Linked DNA regions of Gossypium hirsutum: region 2 is linked to region 1. The links are chromatin contacts, called in public Hi-C maps. All regions are on one chromosome and are shown on one strand. The core of a region is the stretch at or near the end of the contact, and the rest is flanking DNA. Distances in the headings are between cores, read along the strand shown. Region 1 holds the start of LOC107901694 (zinc finger BED domain-containing protein DAYSLEEPER). Region 2 holds the start of LOC121202948 (DUF724 domain-containing protein 7).

Region 1 (2,890 bases), core at 166-2,665:
TCAACTAGACTTGGTAACTCAAAGCTGCAAAGTCTAAAGACCAGTTTATTCCCACATCTGGACATGAAAGACAACTTAAATAAACCAAAAAATAAAAACCACTGCTCCCATATATCTTGCTAATTGGCAGGATCAAACCCAGCTTTTATATACCTAAAAATGTGGGCATGCCCAGATTGATGAGCTAACCTTATCATTACGGACCAAAAAGCCCAGTGGATATGCATAAGCAACTTGACTAAAGTGCCTTCAGCTGAAGTGAAAATCCACAGGTCCCCAACCCAAAGACACAAAAACCAAATCTCTTATTTATGTATTTATTGCCTAAGACCCCCAGTATCAACCTATTCTGGAGCACCTAAATGGGAGGAAACCTTTGTTAGCACCTACTTTCTCCACACAAGATCGAAATTAAGGAACGCTGAACTCCTTACCACTCAGTCCAATAAAAACCAAATCTCTACCTTCCACATGGACTTTGTGCTGGAAAAAACCGTCGTTTGACCATTTATAAATTGAGAAACGAGAACCCACGAAAACAGGTAACAGAAAACGACTGTTTCTCAGAGGATGTAACGAGAAAAATAAATCCTACCACACTCATCCGATGAGTTCTACCAAGAAAAAATTTTCCCATTGCAACACAAACAAGGAAATAACTATCAGTCTCACACACTAAGAAGCCCATAAGAAGCAATTACAGTGAAATAAATTACGTGGAAAAAAAAAGGCGAAAAACTGATTAGAAGATGCACATGAAGCAAAACATAAGCCAAATATAAAAACCACCAAGAAACATAATTTTGATTAACACCAAGAATAAATTTTAAAAAAAAAAGCCTCACAAAAAGAAATACTCAATAAATCCCAGATCCAAAAAACTAAAACAAACTCTAAAAGTGCAAAATTAGACATAAAGAAACAAAACCTAACATATAAATCAAGGATTAAAAAAATAGTTGATACCTCGTTGTATCACCAACAAAACCCTGAAAGCAGATCCAAAACAACAGTTTCACGGATTTAGAGGCTTGTTTTCTCCCGGAAACCGAAGGAATTAAAATAATAATATATTTGAATTTCCGGTAACAGAGGTAAGCGCAAAGGAGGAAGATGAAGGAGGAGAACAAAGTCGGTTAATTGGGCTGAAGCACCCAAAGGCAAAAAAAGGTTCAGAGCTTTGAAGCTTAAAGCTTTTGTTTGTTTGTTTGTTCGCTGTTCGAGCGAGGGAGAGAAAAACAAAACCCTAAATTGGAATTGGACCTGAGCTGGGGTAGCTAGGGCTAAAACTATATATAATCAAAAAGACCTCGAGTTTAGGCCTTTTGAATGAGAGCGAGGGGGGGGCGAAAGGGGCATTTATGAGAAAAGAAAAAGAGAAAAAATCGTAATTGGATATGGACTGACTGACTCTCTCAAGGTCCAAATTTAATTTTTCTTTTTTCATTCATTCTGTGAAGGCGGTTCCATAGTATTTTTCATCAGCCACCCACTTGGTTTAATCTTGACCGTTCCTTTTACCGTTTCATCTCGGCTTACGGTTCTCATGACTCACGGGTAGGTTAAACAATTATATTTTAATTTTCTCAGAAAATTCAAAAATCTAAATTAAACTTTTTAGATAGACCGAACCTTAGTCTAATCATCATTCATCAATGTATATTTATCTATCTATATACGGTTATAACACTCCCGACTGAACGTAATTAGGAAATGATAAAAAATATATTTATTACAATCACGTTTTCTAATTAAAATTTTAAAGTAAATAACTAAAAATAAAGAATTCAACAATCGAATCCACCAATAATTCATTCAATATCCATAAATTTTTATTTAAATATTATAGTGCTATCTCATGCATCTTATTTATAATAAATTACACATTTAACCATTCAAAACAATCAACAAATTTTAACTATAGAAAAAGTTAAATTATAATATGATGATACATGTTTTCGATTTGTAACGTTTTGGTTAGTCGTTCATTAAAATGATGAAGTGGTAAGTAAATCAATATTTTCAAAATTGGATTAATAATCGAATTTATCAGACCATCTATTTTTAGTTTAATTGATTTATTATTTAATAATATAAAATAATAATTTAAAATTTAAAAAAAAAAACCTCAAATAAACTTTGGGCTAGGCTTTGAAGTTTAATTTAAATCAGCCCACCGACTTTAAGTCATAGGCCATACCCAACATAAAGTACGAAAACCTAAAAAATTATTATCGTTAACTCTTTTCAATTCTCATTTGTCCTTTACCACCAAACCTGTCTTTCTGACTTTCTCATTTTTCAGCAGGGACGGTCGTCGAAGAAGCAGACGGCTAAAGGCGGGTGAACTGGAGGCTGAAAGCCGGAAGGTGGAGGAAGATTGGAGACTAAAGAGTGAAGAGAGGTTGAGAGAGTCAGAGAGTCAGAGAGGCCGGATGGACGAGTGACGAGAGTGGTGGTTGCCCGGGAGGGGGTGGGTCTCGGGTTGTCATAAAGTACGAAAACCTAAAAAATTATTATCGTTAACTCTTTTCAATTCTCATTTGTCCTTTACCACCAAACCTGTCTTTCTGACTTTCTCATTTTTCAGCAGGGACGGTCGTCGAAGAAGCAGACGGCTAAAGGCGGGTGAACTGGAGGCTGAAAGCCGGAAGGTGGAGGGAGATTGGAGACTAAAGAGTGAAGAGAGGTTGAGAGAGTCAGAGAGTCAGAGAGGCCGGATGGACGAGTGACGAGAGTGGTGGTTGCCCGGGAGGGGGTGGGTCTCGGGTTGTTTGTTTTTATCGGCTTGCGCAGACGAAAGAACCGGTCGGACAGGCTTTTTACCGATTTTTCAGTTCACGGTTCAAACGGTTTTTTCTAGTGTTCGGACAGATTCTCAATCTAACCG
Region 2 (3,029 bases), core at 3-2,502, 170 kb before region 1:
CTAATAAAAAGCCTATTATTGTTATCTCTCAACTTTCTTAGCTCCATCAAATGTTCATCATTTGAAATATTAAGAGTAAGGCGTAAATTTGTCACCTTTTCTTCTTCATCCCAAGTCAAAGGCCCAGAAGCATGCAATGCCCCTAGAGCTTTCTGATAGGCATGTAGTTCAGACCTATGGAAGTCATACCCCAATTCCACACTAGTGGAAACATAACTTCCTTCTTCTTGACAACTCACTTCAGGTTTAGAGTCAGCATCACTTCGACAATCCTCCTCTAAGTTTTCACAAGCGCTAGTTACAAAATTAGACAAATTAAGACCGTAAGTCCCTAAACCACTACAACTACCAACAGAGGAGGCACAACTCAGGGTATCATCAATTCTATTAAAGGAAGAAGGCATACATCTTTCACCCAGCATATTATTTGGGGAATCAAATCCATCTACCTTTTCAGAGGCAGGCGAAGGAAGCCGAATTATTATTCTTTGAACACCATTACTACCTTCCTCCAACACCCTCTTCTTTTGCGCACCAATATATGAGAAGCCAAGCGAAGATCTTTTCCTTTTCTGCGGCCCAGTGGAATTTGATGAACCCTGAAGTAGAAAATAATAATTAAGGTAAGAATCAGTTAACGTATAACAAAAAAAATGAAGAGAAATATTAAAATTATCGTTTAGAAAAAGAATCGAAAGGATTTACCTTTCCAACGAGGAACCAATTGCCATCTTCCCAAGACTGCCGAATACGCAATCGAGATTGATGCGCTTTGAGTTCGCTACTCGACCCAAGAATCCTAACGGAAAAGTTGTTTCCACCAAGAACCTTAACAATCACCGCCGGTTTCCAGGATAAGTCATCGAACACCTCTACGATATCACCAGAAGCACAATTATTTTTCCCGTTCATAGGAGGAGGGCAAGGCCTAATCGCTTTCCTAGAGACTCTTTCCACCGCTGCCGCCTCGCCAGTGATCGGAAACCAACCGTACTTCACACTATACGTATGGCCGTTGCCCGAGATAATCTCAGCACAACGCCATGCGCCGGTTGGAACCTCCTCCTTGGTCAATACCTCAACTTTGCTACCTTTCTTGAATCTCATGATGATAATCAGATTTGAATCGATGAAAAAAAAAACGAAAATGGAATTGTTGAAGGGAAAATATTGTGGAAACTGGAAAATGGAAAATTTTAGGAATAAGGCGTTGAAATGGGAATTAAATAAGGGGGGTAGGGATTTCTTAGATGGATTAGAAAAAGTTGTTGATGATCGAACGGTTAAATGAGCGAGGGAAATGATCTGACGGTGAGGACGAGAGTGGATTGGGCGTTAGGTTAGGCGGTTAAGAGTACTAAAGAAGGAAGAAGTTTCCTTGCCGGTTCGGTTACATCAAAGAATTACTTTAAAACCAAAATATTATTATTGGACTTGAACTGCCTTTTCTTTTATTTGGTTTTTGACCTCCTTTAATCAATATTAGTTATTAAGTTTACCAAGTCAAAATTGTCTACATTTGAAAAATAAAATTTCTCCCCCAAGAAATTTAGATTAATTATTTAAAAACTAAAATAGTAAAATTAAATAACAAAAACTTAATATTTAATTTTTTAATGAGTTTAATAATTTGTCTTTCTTGTAAAGAATGTTGACTATCCGAAGGCATCAAGCTCAATGAATGTTTTAAAAGAGTTCTTATACCCTTATTTAGTTTTGAACTGAAGAAAAACCTCTCGATCCTACTCTCCAAATCTTATTAACTCTACAACACTAATGGATCATTGAGGTAATCATTAGTGATCAAAGCTTATCTCTTTTTAAACATTTATGACCTTAACTCAATTTAACCTTAAAGCAAAATGCTAGTTGTTCCCTTCATAAGTTCCAAGTTTTCTTAACATAAGCACACACATGTCTTAGGAATTTGAATTCCTATTGATCACAACTCACCATAGCTGACAACCTTTTACGTATGTATGACACGTTTCATCCCATTTCGAATTTATAATCCACTCCAAAACTAAATCCAAGATGCACATACACAAAACCAAAAATCAACTTCTCTCAAGCATAAGTCACAAAGTCTCAAAAGCTAGCTGCATGTAGTGTTAAACCCCAAACCTAAAAAACCCAATATGAATGCGTATAGTTGAGAAGTTATCTATTTGGCACAGTGTAACCCGCTAATCAACAGTCTTCGGGCGTGTTAGAGTCTGGAGTTTACCGCAGAAATGATTAAGGATTCTGTCACAGGTTATTCTGTTGTTTAAGAAAATTATATGATAAGTAAAGAGTAAGCCTGGTGAGGTTACCGCCAAAAGTAGGGTATGCCCAAATTACCTGAGCATTATGTTGAATGGGTTTGTAAAGTAATCTGGTTGGGAACCAACTAGATTGACTGGTCAAACATCATTGTGTAGGATTATCATTTATGTTTCTCTCAAATCTTGCAAACCATTTTTTGAGACAAATTCTAGACATCATTGACACTTGTCAAGTTCCATTAAGGGAAAACTAGATATATATTGTAAAAAGGATTAGTCGGGATGGTTTTTCTCCCTTTAAAATCTATTCTTTGGTTCTTCCTCCTAGAACTTATGGGCATGTTTGGTTGATTGTAATAGTAATACATTACAGCCTAATTCAATGGGCCCATCACCAAACCATTGTTTGGTTGGCTGTCATAATTATATTCGTTATAGGATTATTCAACGTGAAAATCCATCAAACCATTTTGTCCTCCCCCTACTGAATGGTGATTCAAGGAATGGGTGGAATAGCAAATTAGATAAAGGTTTCAATTTTACCCTCACCATTCTCCTCTCTTTCTCTTTCACCAGATTTCTTCTTCATCATGTGTATGCCATCGCTCTGTTCCAGTTATCTCCAAATCCACCTCCAACAACCCCTTTTGTTCTCTCCTCATTTTCCATTGCTAGGGTTTTGCTCTCTTTGGGAGATTTTGATTTCATCTTTTTTTTTTCTTCTCAACAGAAAGGTGAGAATCCTTTCTTTCTTCTTTTCTT

What was found. A called contact is a pair of places that touch in the nucleus more often than the background predicts.
Region 2: a Hi-C map of leaf shows a contact between it and region 1, with 2.4 times the contacts expected there. The contact joins the promoter of LOC121202948 here to the promoter of LOC107901694 in region 1. A contact is called at or near these places in 4 of 34 Hi-C or Micro-C datasets (anther, leaf, petal and 1 more).

Annotation. Positions count from the first base shown.
Region 1 is chrD06:34,151,920-34,154,809 of Gossypium_hirsutum_v2.1, reverse strand. It overlaps LOC107901694 (zinc finger BED domain-containing protein DAYSLEEPER), which reads right to left and starts at 1,415. Exons shown (of 2, transcript XM_016827781.2): 1 at 967-1,415.
Region 2 is chrD06:34,324,897-34,327,925 of Gossypium_hirsutum_v2.1, reverse strand. It overlaps LOC121202948 (DUF724 domain-containing protein 7), which reads right to left and starts at 1,252. Exons shown (of 4, transcript XR_005914641.1): 1 at 706-1,252; 2 at 450-599.